Regions from separate parts of the Arabidopsis thaliana genome. Here region 1 is linked to region 2. The links are chromatin contacts, called in public capture Hi-C maps. All regions are on one chromosome and are shown on one strand. The core of a region is the stretch at or near the end of the contact, and the rest is flanking DNA. Distances in the headings are between cores, read along the strand shown.

Region 1 (7,462 bases), core at 2,031-4,530, 230 kb before region 2:
ACTTGAAAAGGTAGTGATATTTTACAATGTTAAGTGCAAAATATTTTATGTGTTAATATATATGTTATCAAATATAAGTATATGTTTGATTTATTCTACAAATTTCAGAGCTTCGTTGAAGAACACTCAACGGTAATTCCTATAGAAGATATTTGGAGATATCATAATGATAATCAAGAACAAGAACATCATGATCAAGGTAGCTTTCACTTCGCGATTTCTACATTTGGTTGTCTTTCTTGACATCTCTGGATTTGATTTTTTTGTTTTGTTGTTGTTGAAGATGGTATGGACGTTAACAACAACAATGGAGATGTGGATGATGCTTTCACACTCGAGTTTTCGGAAAACGAACATAACGAGAATCTTTTGGACAAGAACGATCATGAGACAACGAGTTCCTCATGTTTTGAGGTGGTAAAAAAAGTTGAGGTTAGCCATGGATTGTTTGTCACAACTCGTCAGGTAACCAACACATTCTTCCAACAGATAGTACCATCGCAAACCGTTATAGTTTATATAAATCCGACGGATGGCAATGAGTGTTGTCATAGTATGACATCAAAAGAGGAGGTTCATGTCCGTAAAAAGATAAATCCGCGAATCAACGGAGTAAGCTCAACAGTTCTTGGACAATGGAGAAAATTCGCGCATGTTATTGGCTTCATTCCTATGCTTCTATTGATGCGTTGTGTTCATCGAGGTAACTCTAACAAAAACAGAGGCAGTGAAGGTTACTCGAGGCAGCCTACGAGAGGAGATTGTAACAATCGGGGAACAATACTCATGATGGAAAATGCTGTCGTGAGAAGAAAAATTTGGAAGAAGAAGAAAGAGAAAAATATGGTTGACGAACAAGGTTTTCGGTTTCAAGATAGTTTCGTATTGAAGAAGTTGGGGCTTTCTCTTGCTATCATCTTAGCTGTTTCTACCATAAGTCTTATTTGAATACTGAGGTTCAATATATCATATATGGCTTTTCACTTTTCTATTGTACTCCCATTTGCCTAGGTCGTATTTACTCTCATTTGCTTTTTCCATTTCTCTAAAGTCGTCTAAACAAAACTAGATTTGGTTATTTTCTGTTTATGTATTAAGTGATATGATCTCTCCGCGGGTTGAACGATCAGTCTTCTGTCTGGTTTTTATTATTATTATTATGTTTGCATGCACGTAAGACGGTAAGAGCAGATTATACGAACATTAACAATTTAGCCATCTTGTATTTCAGTATTTTAGTCACTATAGATATGTGAGTAAGTTTATAGTCATTTTCATAATAACTTGTTTATTATAACGATTGCTGTTCCATGTTTTGCAATGTATAGATCATCAAAAATTACTATCGAGCTATTTTGTTCTTGAATCTTGACAGATAATATTTAAGAATAACCTATACGGTTCAAACTGTCGGTTTCAATATTAAAACAAATGTGAATGGAAGATAGAGAGAGGAAAAAAACCTCTCTTACAAAAGAATCTAGGTGCGTCAGAGAAGCTCGCCAATCTCATGGAGCCAAGATTTGCTTTCCTGGCTCTTAATAGTTTGTATGGATCGGCGATTGAAACTTCATTATTCTCTCCCAAACAAAACATAGAATAAACGAATGTGTCTAACGCTGAGTGAAGAGGACTAGACGGACTTGCCCCGTCATAATATGCATATTACGATACGTTGCAACATTAACAATGTCGTGAGTATGCATATCTCATAACATACCAAATATCGATACGTTTCAACATTGAATTTTTAATATCTTAGTCATTAGCAATTAATAATTAAATCTTCTTTTATATGAACAAATTTATGATTTACAAAAAAAATAGATGTTATGTTTCCATGGATCATGTTTTCAAGCTTGACCGAAAACAAGCTGCTAAAAAGTGTCATAAAAGTTTGGTACTAGTACAACTAGGATTTTGTAACTCTAGCACAAGAACCAGTTCAAAAGATGATTATGCATACTGGATTTTTATAGATATTGTTGATTCTTGCATGGCAATCAAAGAGTTTGGCAGCTAGGTATACCTTTAGGGGTGATGTCGACACCTCTCATCTAGCCTTACTTGCTGAAGTATAACTACAATTGAATCTCACTCCCCCTACCAGAAACTGTTTCCTTCCTCATCTTCATTAGGATCAGATCGGATCACAACAACAAACTTCGTCGAACTCAACCACGATGGACAGTGGTGGCTGAGGTTCGTTGCCTGTTTTAGGGTTGAAGATTGAGATGCGTTAAGTGACTTGTGAGACTTTAAGTAACACACAACGACATAATTTAGGGTACTTGGGCCTTAATGGGCTGGATTGGAGTGTTACAATATACAAAGTTCATCGGAAGTTTAGGTTTATTTTAAAAGATGTTCAATGTGGATCCTAATTTCATGCGTTTTAAAATACTTTAAACATAAATCCCAACCAAAAACAAAAAACTCCCAATATCCTTTGAAATTTACAAAGTTCTTTGAAAGTTTAGGTTATTTAAAACATTGTTCCGTTGAAATATGGATCCATTAATTTTCATGCGTCTTGGTAAGATGTATCATATTATGGATATGGCTTTGAGCCTTTGACTTTATTCCTACTTTAAAGTTACAACTTAAATCCCATTTAACCAAAAAAAAAGAAAACAAGAACTCCCATATCCTTTGAAATTCAAGAAAAATTAATGATACAGTTGGTATATATCATTAACAATAATTACAACACCCTAAAATGATTATAATTTGCGTTATCTTTTACGATCTCAAATCTTGGAGTCGAGATTGTGGTAATGGGGATTGGGATGCACGTGGTGATACGTAATGGGTGTAGACAGAAAATCACAAGAAAGCGAAAGTGGTAACTATTGAAACACAAAGTGACAAATCAAATAATAGTCGCGTGCTTTCTTCACGGGTCACCTCCTCTATTGTTCTCACAATCAATCAAAACCTCACTTTCCAAATATTTTTTATATTTTTCTAATTTTTTTTTTGGTTGTGGTAAGAAATTATTTCATTGTGTTATAAACAGCATTGAGATCGATTTTTAAATTTCTTAAACGGAATTAACCAGAAATTTATACATTTATTTGTTTTTCACATGCTTTTGCAACCTTGACACAAGTTTCAATCTGTTTGAACTTCCATCTATAGGAATTGGAGAGACATAGGGATAATGAATCAATTGTCCGTATAAACACTATACTAAAATGAATACAAAAGGGTATTCACATGTATGAAGAATGTGAAATAGTGGTTGCATATACATTTACACTTGAGTGAGGATGTCCAGTGAGGCAAATATTCCATCTGAATTCCACAATTATTCTTAAATCAAACTAAAAACAAAAAGTACATTCCAACAGAATTCTAGCATATAGAAAAAGTTTATTTATTTTTGCCAACAACAATAATAAAATATTTCTCCCTATCACTCTCCACTCTATCTCTCTCCCTCTATGGAAAACCCACAGATATTTGTCTTGTGAATTCAAGAAGAGCCAATCTAAATTCAAAAAGGGTTAATTGTGATTTTGTCTTCTTTCTTCATCACCATTAACAGTGATAATGTCTCCATTGCCTTATAGTTCTTGGCCTCTGATACTATTGTTAGTATTGTGGTGCATGGTAGCTAGATTATCAAACGGAGCTTCCAACAATGTAAAGGTTGGAATCATTTCAAAGGTGGAAGATGCTACGAATTTCCATATCTATTATGGACAGACCTTTAAAGTCATCAAAAACGCCATTGATGGCAAGAGCTATCTCCTTATTCAGGTTCTTGCTCTTTTCTCATTAACTTATCTTTCATCTTTTTGTTTCCAAATGTATGGTATGGTTCGTGTCTGATAATTGAGGATAATATGTAGAACACTTCTAGAATGGCGGTTCGGACAAAGTATTGTACTTCCAGGATAAAGTCTTATGTGATTCCACTTCTAAATTACTCATTAGACACTCAATCTTCTCAAGGTATGTTCTGTTTTTTTCTCCCCTGTTTCATTCCTCTGTTTAACAAAATTCTGTTGTTTTAGATCTCTATGTTTTCTCTTATGCAGGAAGTGTTCCGGTTTCTTTCTTTGAGGTAAACACTCCTTTCTAGTATCTCAATACATAAGCTCTAGACTTTTATTGGCACTAGCCAAAAAATTCTATAGAAGACTAGGATCACACTTTAAAATGTACCAAAAAAAAAAAATGGATTTAGTTTTGATTATATGCAGTTACTTGGATTACTCGGAAGCTTGAAGGGAATAACATCGGATGAGGTAGTTTCACCGTGTCTTCTGAAACTGTGTGAGGCAGGGGAAGTAGTTAAGCTTGACAAAGGTGAACAACTATCTCAATTCGCGGCGCATTTCATCAGCGATACTGATCAACCTCAGACTTGCAATTTTGCAAACTTTTTTCCACTTAGTGAAGGAACACCTCTTCAGGTGCCAATTATTATCTTTGCATAGTTCTAAACCTAACCAAAATTGATAACCATTACACATTTTGATATGAGGTTGTGCTGGTTTTGTAATCTTGAATAAGCGAGCGGAGTGGATCAAATTCCTTGGAGCGTTTACAAATCTTGAAACTAAAGCCAATCAAGTCTATGACTCGGTTAGTGACTATTTGTGATTCTCTTAGCAAAATCTGCCTACATGGTCTATTCTTGCTGTTTATAAAGTATGTTATGGAAACTTTAAGGTTAAAGCAAGCTATACTTGCTTGTCTCAAATGGCTGCCAACAAGACAAAATCCTTCAAGCCGATTGTAGCCTGGATGGGATATGATCAAAATGTAAGAAAACTTTCTTCTTCTTCTTTTTTGTCAAGGGTTGTCTCTAGCTATTTTAACTGTTTTGTTTCTTAAAATACGAAGATAAATGTCTGTTTATGGTTTCAAACTCATAACGCATAATTGTTTTTTCAAGGGAGGCATGTGGAGTTTTACTAAGGAATCACACAAGCTAAAGGTACGCATTTCAATATTTGACACTTTCAATTATTCCCTTAAATGCTTGGGAAAAGCTTTGGAACTGAACATGACAAACCCATACACAACAGTTTGTAGAAGATGCTGGTGGTGAAAATATCGACAAGTCTATTAACAAGGTCTCTTACAATGTCTCTGATCCTGATGATTTGGAAGCACTCCATGCCATTTTATGTGTAAGCTGGTCATACTTGTTTTGCTTTCATCTTTTTGATGACCAAAAACAAACTTCTTTTGCTTAGCCTCTACAATTCGATTGTTCAGACTGTGGATGCTGTGATCGATGAAACGCTATCATCTGACCCTCAAAACTACACACAGACAACGTTCTTGGCGAACATAAACGTGGATGATAACTCTTGTTTTGCGTTTCTTGCTAATCAAAGCATCTGGAGATATGACAAAAGGGTCAGAAACAGAACAACTCTTGGTAAGAAAGTTATAAGACATTGTTTTTTTTTTTTCTGTTGATTTGAGCTAAAAACCAGTGTCTTGGAAATTGTGAATGAGTAGACTGGTATGACGGAGCAATCTCGCAACCAAATCTTGTACTGGCTGACATTGTTGAAGCCTTGTTTCCAACGGGAAACTATACAACTTCGTACTTCAGAAACATTGCTAAGGTAACAAAGTCTAATCAACTCTATACTTTGACATTCTAAAATTTTAAAGCTCGTCATTTTTATTTTTTTAATCAACTCTATTCACCCCGTTTGGTTGTCCAAACACTCCAAACCACTCGTATCATTTTTCGTCTATTATAAGTTGCATAATTTTGACCACATAACTACACATGGCAGGGTGAAGGAGTCATAAACATTAGTCCGGATATGTGTGATAGAGACGCATCATTGCCGTTAGTTCCTTCAATTCCAGCTTGTGGATGATTTTTCTATACTTTCACAGCTCACCAAGTATTCCCCAACAAACGTCGAATGTAATATTTGACAATGATAGTTGTTAGAGATTTTGATTTTTGTCCAAGATAACTACGAATAATGAATTAGAAAAAAATGATTAGACTATTATGACAATGATATATTATGTATTATATATATAATTTGAACGTGAAAATAAGGTCTCGAACACCTCTTTGACGACCTCAAATGTGGAAAAAGCTTGAATGAGTTCAATACGAAATTTGAGTTGAAAGGTGATTCTACACCGGAAAATCTTTTTTGGTTGAAACTCAACTTCATACTATACTGTCCAAATTTCAATAAATTTGCATGGTAAGTAAGTTTACATCCCAGCAGATGATCTTTTAGATGCTTTTGCATGATAATCATATATCATTATTTTGCTTACTTGCATCCAAATGACAACCAAATAAGATAAAAAAAATACCCAAAACACAAAAGAATGATAAGAAAAGAAAAAACTAAAGAAACAAAAAGCTGAAATAAAAGTTATAAGAAGGTAAAAACGAATCATCATCAGTCACCATCTGGATTTAAATTGACGAAAAAAATAATTTAGCTCTGTTGGATTTATTGAGTAAATGAAGAGGGATACAAACAGTATGGATCAACCTTGTCGGTCAGTAGCTGAGATAAATCGTGGTTCGTGGAAATCACTCAATTCCAAATTTTTTTGAAACCTGACCACAAAAAAATGTTGAGAAGGAAAAGGACCCTTGCAATAATTTCCTTTCAATAATTGCAAGCGACAGATTATTTTTATTTCCAAAATTAGCCGCGTTTTACATTTAGGGGTGTTCCTATTTAATAAATTTTCATGACTTTAATAAAATCATAGAAAAATGAATGAATGAATGGTTTTAAACTATCTTGTAAATTTTCTCAAACAATTTTTTTATTTTGATGATATTTTTCATTATTTTATTTTGTGAAGAAAAGTATATAAAGTTATAAACCAATAACACAATAATTTAATTTATTAACAATCATAAATTCTTTTTGTTTTAATTGAATAACAAAAAAAGTTTTGTTAACTTTATAAAAGAAGAAATCCAATAACTTAAGATTTTAGATTATTTTTTACAAATATTAAACTAATATCACCAAACTTTACCAAAATTTTAAAAAATCTTGATTAAATAACAACAAATTCTACATAACATTTAAGTCATTAAAACTTTATTTAAATCACACACCAATAATTAAGTGACAAATTATTTTTCTTACTTTTTAGTTTTAGCCACGTTTTACATATAGTTCTTAAAATATGACTTGTTGATTCTCATTATTTTTCTATATATACATTATATCTTTGTGTATCCCTTTTCCCACACATAAACGTTCATTAAACACAAAGAATAACCAGACGAAGAAGAAGATGGATAATTTGGCGTTATGTGAAGCAAACAATGTTCCTCTAACTCCCATAACGTTCTTGAAGAGAGCTTCGGAGTGTTATCCGAATCGAACTTCGATAATATACGGAAAAACTCGTTTCACTTGGCCTCAGACCTATGACCGTTGCTGTCGTCTAGCCGCTTCTCTCATATCTCTTAATATCGGCAAGAACG
Region 2 (7,489 bases), core at 3,913-6,412:
TCCATTATATCGAAATTAAAGTGTTAAAGTTATACAAGACTACAGAACCAAAATTATTACACAAGCAGATATGTGAGCCATTTTCTGAAAAAAATACGAAAAATAAGATTCACGATGCGTTTTGGACGAAAACGCCTTATTCGCTAACGAAAACACATATTCGTGATATTTCTTCGACTTTTTTGCTCCAATACGATTTTTTTGCCTTTTTTCTTGAGGCTGTTTCATAATCGTATTAGTAAAACCCATTACGCCTGATATTAGTCTTGGAAGCACGACTATCTGATGCCAATTAGTCCGCATCAATGTCCTTGAAACTATCATAAACCTTAACCTGACTTCAATATAAACCAGTAGCACTATCTTCTCCACATTGTGAATTCTCCTTCTGAACATTCCTATAAAAATATGGCCATCTTCTTTCATCCATGCAAAGAGAACCAGAGAATACTTGAATTTGGGACCAAACATTATTAGTAAGTTCTCTTTGCATGTTCGAACATGCATGGATGAAATATGACCTTTGGTTCGTTTTTTGAAGTGGAACTTATCGAGTATTAATTTACAGAGGTTTAGTATAGAAAAATCTATTTATATTCCATTGTAAAAATAATTTGAGATAAGTGAAAAGTAATCATTTTAATTTTTTCAAACATATTTGGGAAAGTAGTCATATTACTATTTACAATTTGCAAAGTAGTCATTTTTAAGTGTTTGATTTATACACCTGGATTGCAAAGTGACTAGTTTTCCAAGAAACCCTAATAATAATTAAAAATTTCTTAATGGATTTGTTCACTATATATAACTGTCCCTCCATAGACCATGCATAATCCTCCACCCTTTTGCAAGTTCTCTATCTAGTTGGAGAGACCAAAGATGAATGTGAAAAAGGCTATGAAGAAGCAAAACGACGTCGCGATGATCCTTGGGAGGCACGTCTTATCTTCTGAGTCGGAATCTAACGTCATCTTCTCGCCGGCGTCAATAAACTCTGCGATCACCATGCACGCCGCTGGTTCCGGAGGTGGCTTAGTCGCCGGTGAAATCCTCTCCTTCCTCAGATCTTCTTCAATCGATGAGCTCAAATCCGTCTTCCGAGAACTATCATCCATCGTCTACGCCGACAGCAGCGCTAGTGGCGGCCCAAAGATGAGGGCGGTGAATGGCCTCTGGATTGAGAAATCACTACCGATTGATCCCAAATACAAGGCTCTCTTCGAGAACTTCTTCAAGGCTGTTTACGTTCCCGTAGATTTCCGATCAAAGGTAATTTTCCACTTTAACAGCAAAAAAGAAACTAGGGTTTCGAAGAAATATAATTAGGGTTTTGCAGAAACGTTATTTGGTGTTTCTAGATGAAGTGTGTAATAGCTGTTTGACTTAAAGAACATACTCAACCAGTCAAATTGGAAACCTAATAGTTCGTAATGTATGTTGATTCCCAAATCATAATTCGAATTAGGAGACTGTTTTCAAAAATCATCCAATATGTGTTTTTTTTGTTTGAAGGCTGAAGAAGTGCGTAAGGAGGTGAATTCATGGGTTGAAGATCACACCAATAATCTCATCAAAGATCTTCTTCCTCGTGAATCTGTGACAAGCCGAACCAACAAGATTTACGCAAACGCATTGTATTTCAAGGGAGCTTGGAAGAGACCATTTGAAAAGTACTATACAAAAGACAGAGACTTCCACATGGTCAATGGCACTACAGTCTCTGTGCCATTCATGACCAGCTACGAGACACAAAAAGTAAGAGCTTATAACGGTTTCAAGGTCCTTACCGACGAGGCCGTGATGATACCAACCGCAAATTCTCAATGTATTTCTATCTCCCTGACAAGAAAGATGGATTGGATTATCTCTTGAAGAAAATAGCATCTACACCTGGATTCTTGGATAGTCACATTCCGAGATACAAAGTTGAACTTGAGGAATTTAGAATTCCAAAGTTTAAGATCGAATTCGGTTTTTCTGCTACAAGCGTTTTGAATCAAGTGGGAGTACTGCATTCAGTGTCAATGTACCATAAAGCTTGTGTCGAGATCGATGAAGAAGGTGCTGAAGCTGCGGCTGCAACTGCTGATGTAGAAGATGACGGTTGTGCTCTTGATATGGGGCCACCTCCTAAGAAGATAGATTTTGTGGCTGATCATCCATTTATTTTCCTTATCCGAGAAGACAAAACCGGGACCGTTTTGTTCTTTGGTCAGCTCTTCAAACCTTCGGAATTCTTGTTCTGACTCAGATAAGTATTAACCTGGTTATGGTTTAGTGAATGGTTTTGGCAAAGTTATCACAGGTTCTCCGAAACCATATTTCAGTTGAAACCGAGATTGTTAGAAATTAAATTGGTTCTAGCTAGTTAGATCTGTTACTAAACTTTAATTGATCTCCATATCTCTGTTTTTTTCTATTCATTTCGTTCGGTTTGATTTTCGATTATCATTTTTTGTACTCGTGGATTATACATTTAAACACCCAAATTGTATGTTCCTGATCATTACCCACCATTTCCTGTCCTAATCTCCGAAATGAACACCACTACTCACTGACTCGAGTTTCGATGTGTTTAGATAGATAGTACTAGATTATTGAGTCTAATCACTTCTTGAATCACAAACAGAACAAGAACCCAATACGGTTCATGTAAAGGTTAACCGGTCAAACTATATACACAAGTAACAACATTTGGGAGAGACTTTAGTTAAAAGCGAGCATTTCCACTTCACAGCTCAGACCAACAACATACATGCATGTGTTACAACTGAATATACATCAATCAGTCTCTGGAGTTAAGCTTTGGTCTGAAGAATATAACTACGAGCACGAGCTGAGCAAAAGATACCTAACACTCCAAAATCGAAGCTAATAAACGCACTTAAGCAGAATATCCAAATAGATATCGGTCCTTCCACCAATTCGTTTTGATATATTTCCTCTTGTGATGCATCAATGTTTGCCGGGTCACACTTGCTTCCGGGAGTTTCCACACACAGTTCCGGATTTCCGGCCAACGCCCCTGGAAACTTCCCGAGCCCTTCTTTCTCGGTAATGATACCAGAGAAACAGTTGTGCGATAGGTTCAGTAGGGTTAGTCCTGGAGGAGCTGAGATGTTTCCAATGACTTGACCTGACAGAGAGTTGTGTGAAAGATCTAAGGCCTTTAACCTTGGCAGCTTCTCTAGACGTGGAAGCTGACCTTCAAGGAAGTTGTAGGACAAGTTCAAGTACTCAATATTCTTCTGTCTGAACAAAGCTTCTGGGATCTCTCCATGTAATAGATTGTCAGAAAGATCGATCCCAACCATAGACAATAGATTGTAGCTGAAACTTAATTCATCTTTAGCAACAACAGCTGCTGATATTTTGATCTCTACTTTTCCTGGTGGCTCAGCAAATCCTTCACCTCCACCGGTCTGAAAATCTTTGAAGCGTGTGCTGTTTAAGTTATCGTCTGGTATGAACCAAGAGAATCTGTTGCTGGAGTAGTCAATCATTTGGATTTTGTCAAACTTGAACAACCAAGAAGGAAGTGTTCCACTAAACTTGTTCCGGGCAAGAGAAAGATACTTGAGGTTGGACCATTTGGTAATGGCTTCATTAAGGTTCCCCGAGAGGTTGTTGGAACTTATATCCACAATCTCTAGAGACTTCAGACCAGCTAAAGTAAGCGGGATCTCACCGGATATATGGTTGTTGCTTATGTCCAGTATCTTTAGACTATCCAACGCATCAAGCTCGGGTTGTATTTCGCCAGAGAGATTGTTGTTACTTATCATCAGAGCAAGTAACTGAAAGCAACCAACAATGTTGAGAGGTATTGAGCCGGTTAACGCGTTGTGGGAAAGATCAATGACCTGGAGATATGTCAGATTACCAATTCTAGCAGGAATATCTCCAGTTAAAAGATTGTGAGAGAGACGCAATGCTTGTAAACTCTTCAACTCTGTGATCCTCAACGGTATATCACCAGAAAAGCTATTGTGAGAGAGGTCAAGAAGAACCAAACCCAATTTCTCAGTTGTTTCCGAGATTCTACTAGGAAGACGACCTGAAAACCCGTTGTGACTCAAGTCCAACATCACAAGCTTCTCTGAAAACATAAGCCTAGGAGATATCTCGTAGTTGAAGCCATTGAAAGATAGATTCAAATGACTCAGCTCTTTTAAAGAACCCAAACAAGAAGGTAATCCACCAACCAGAGAGTTCTCAGCTATATTCAGAATACTAAGAGACGGACGAGAGGCGTAGAAACAAGGTAGCGTACCGGAAAACTGATTTGAAGCAAGATTAAGAACCACCAATGGCTGCTGAAAATCTCTGAGTGTACCAGTCATGTTATTGCTCTCAAGATTCAAGTACTTGAGAGACTTCAAATACAGTAAACTCTCAGGTAGTTCTCCAACAAACGAGCAGAAACTAAAATCAACTCTCTCAAGATTCATTGAGAAATTACCAAACCAATGAGGGACCACACCGCCTAAATCTCTATTCTCACTTAGAACAACTTCTCTAAGCTCCTTAAGACTTACAAATGTGGCGGGTATCGAACCAACGAATCTATTCCGACTAAGATTAAGTGTCCTAAGATTACGCAACGAACCGAAGCAAGAAGGAATGTTTCCAGAGAAGTTGTTGTGAGAAAGGTCCAAGCTTTGAAGAGAAGAGAGCTTACAAAGAGATGGGTGAATCTGACTGGAGAGATTCAGACCGGATAAAGTGAGGGAGAGAACTTTTCCGGTCGGATTCTGACAAGCTAGACCTGTCCAGTTAGAACACGATGAGCCGTACCATGTCGATAAGCTTCGATTTAGGTCGTGAATCGAAACTCTGAATATCAATAAAGAAGCTTTGTCTTGTGGGTCGAGATCGGGAAGCTGAGATTGAGCTAGAGGCAACGAGGGAGAGAAGACGAAGATAAAGAAGAAGAGAGTGAAATCTGCAATCTTTATCATAGCTCAGAGGAGAAAGATGAAGTTTTTAGGTATAGCGGCAGTTGAAGTAAATTAAGAAGGTTTCAGGGGTGAGTTGCAGAAATCGCAGAGACCTCTCTTTGCAATGGAGAGTGAAGCAACGCGACCTGGAAGTGGAAGTGGAAGATAAAGACAGAGAGAACATTCTCTTTCGGTTCCTTTTGTTTTAGCCTTTCAGACCCAAGAAGTGATTAATTAATGCAAAATTCCAAAAATCTACACTTATTTCTAGGAAAAACAAAATACAAAGGGTTTGATTCAGTACGTAATCCGTATTGTTAATTACTAATTTTATAGGTATTTATAAAAAAATCATATATTTTACTAAGAAATTTTAAATTTAGTCTCAAATCTTATGTTATTGAACCTAGAATTTACTTAAAATCATTTCAAAATAATATGATTCTTTTTTTTTGGATAAAGTTACCATTCATTCTTGTAACGTTTACTATAAAAAAAAAAAACAGCATATGATTCCACTATGAAGAAAAATTCCAAATTTACCGGCTCAAAGAAGAAAGAGTGTAAAAGAAAAATCGAAACCAAATGTACAATTTCACTATAAGTCATACGATTTCAACTCGAGTAAAGAGCTTCAAGTTTGCATAGTCTCAAAAAATAACATGTTCGAAGATGTCGAAAATGTCCATGAAACCAACAATTTAAAACAAAACCAGGCCAGCTTTGTAGCTTTAGGCCCATTCTAACACATTAATTTATGTTTTGTGCAACTCTAAAACTTTCTCTATATAAATGGTATCTAAACCCTAGATCTAATAGTAAGTGCCGAAGAAATCTCTCAAGTCTCTCTCGTTGTCTCAGGTTGGTCAGTTCTTTCTCTAGATTTCAACTTGTTTAGTCTTTTAAGAGGAAAAAGCATAAAGCTTTCTGTGTCATTTTTAATATCTGAGAATTCTAAAAAAAATGTTCTCTTGTGTATTGTAACTCGATTTTCGTCAGATCATTTCTGATTATGGGTATGTTTTGTTTTGCTCTCTAGGGTTGCAACATTTTGTAGAGAAAATGGGTTCATATGCATCAGATTCTGCAATGTTGAAGACTTGGAGAAAGACTCCTCCTTCGTCTTGTTCTCTTGTCAGACTTTCACATCTTTCTTCACTACAAGCATATATAACTAAGAAATGTTGCCTTTTTTGTAAAAATCAGGAGATTGGTTGTTTACCCAAAAGGAAACGAAGAGGACAATGGAAAGGGCTTTGTGTCTATGTATGTGGAATGTCTCTCATCCACAACACCACCCATTGATGTGTTTGATTATCTCTCTTTCTTTGTCTTTAACAAGAAAGACAACAAGTACCTCTCAATCCAAGGTTCGTATGCTCAAATCCTTATTATCTCTCTTTTTCTCTCGTATGTATATATGAATGAATGAATCGTAATGTGTGTGTATACGTGTAAACATGTAGATGTTGAAGTTAAGCGTTTCAGTTCTTCTAAAACGGTTTGGGGATTGCCAAAAGCTATGTCGCTTGAAACATTCACTGACCCTGCAAAGGGATTTATCGTGGAAGGAGAACCATGTGAGTTTGGTGCTCATGTGAAGATTGCTTCATCACCCGTCCCTGTTGATGAGAATCTCCCTTTTCACAAATTCTCTTGGAGCATTCGTGATTTCTCTGTTCTGAAACAGAATGATTGCATATCTAAAACCTTTGCAATGGGAGGAAAGAATTGGTGAGTTTTTTCCTTCTGATAGATATTGTTGTATGAGTGTATTAGTGGTAACTTGCTAACAAGTGGATGATAATGTTTTACAGGACTCTAACTGTGTATCCAAAGGGAGACTCTGAGGCAGATAACGAGTTCTGCAAGTACTTGCATTTAGCTGACGGTGAAGTCTTATCGCCTGGTGAGATGATTTCCGTGCGAGCACAACTAAGGGCTTTAGACCCGCGTGGATCCAAACACAAAACAGTCTGGCGTAAGTCAAAAACTATTGATATTACTATTTTCACAATGCTTATGTCTTGCCTTGATGGATGATACTGATGACATTTTCAATAAGCAAATGTCCCAACTCTTTTGACGACATTGATTCCTTGTTCTTGTAGTTCAACAATGGATCATGGCAGCGACCAAAGCGAGGGGTATTCCTCAATCCTTGTCTTTAGCTGATCTTCAGGAGGCTTACTTGGATGAAGATACTTTGAATGTGGAGATCGAATGTGAAGTTGTGAACTCTAGGAAAATGTTTTAAGCGTAGAAGAGAATGTGAAGTTGTTTCCACCAAACACTCTATCTATATCTATTTAGCTATCATGCCATGTCTACTACTCTAGGACTATTTGTGTTAAGCGTAGAACTGAATGTGAAGTTGTTTCCACCAAACGCTCTATCTATATTTAGGAATATCTCTTTGTCCATCATGCATATCTGACTATTGTATGACTACTCTGTTTTATGTGTTTATTTAATGAACTTCTTAGTTATTAATTTTTGTTTGTGTATATCTCAAAATGTCTCAACACATTCCTCTAGCTCTTTGAAGT

The links. Capture Hi-C pulls out chosen DNA fragments and counts their contacts.
Region 1: a contact with region 2 is called in a capture Hi-C map of root, with 3 times the contacts expected there. A contact is called at or near these places in 2 of 26 Hi-C or Micro-C datasets (callus and root) and 1 of 3 other capture datasets (root).

Annotation. Positions count from the first base shown.
Region 1 is chr1:24,514,419-24,521,880 of TAIR10.1, reverse strand. It overlaps AT1G65900 (plant/protein), which reads left to right and starts at 3,280. Exons shown (of 11, transcript NM_105262.4): 1 at 3,280-3,765; 2 at 3,858-3,960; 3 at 4,047-4,072; 4 at 4,212-4,424; 5 at 4,525-4,596; 6 at 4,684-4,776; 7 at 4,910-4,951; 8 at 5,043-5,147; 9 at 5,236-5,401; 10 at 5,485-5,594; 11 at 5,772-6,123. The coding sequence starts at 3,556. The coding sequence ends at 5,858. It overlaps AAE12 (acyl activating enzyme 12), which reads left to right and starts at 7,222. Exons shown (of 3, transcript NM_105261.2): 1 at 7,222-7,462. The coding sequence starts at 7,270. It overlaps NAC028 (NAC domain containing protein 28), which reads left to right. Exons shown (of 6, transcript NM_105263.3): 4 at 1-10; 5 at 109-199; 6 at 284-1,213. The coding sequence ends at 948.
Region 2 is chr1:24,284,415-24,291,903 of TAIR10.1, reverse strand. It overlaps CLV2 (Leucine-rich repeat (LRR) family protein), which reads right to left and starts at 5,162. Exons shown (of 1, transcript NM_105212.3): 1 at 2,575-5,162. The coding sequence starts at 4,961. The coding sequence ends at 2,799. AT1G65370 (TRAF-like family protein) reads left to right here and starts at 5,557. Exons shown (of 5, transcript NM_105211.4): 1 at 5,557-5,801; 2 at 5,980-6,310; 3 at 6,407-6,674; 4 at 6,758-6,921; 5 at 7,052-7,435. The coding sequence starts at 6,205. The coding sequence ends at 7,197. It also overlaps the pseudogene AT1G65385.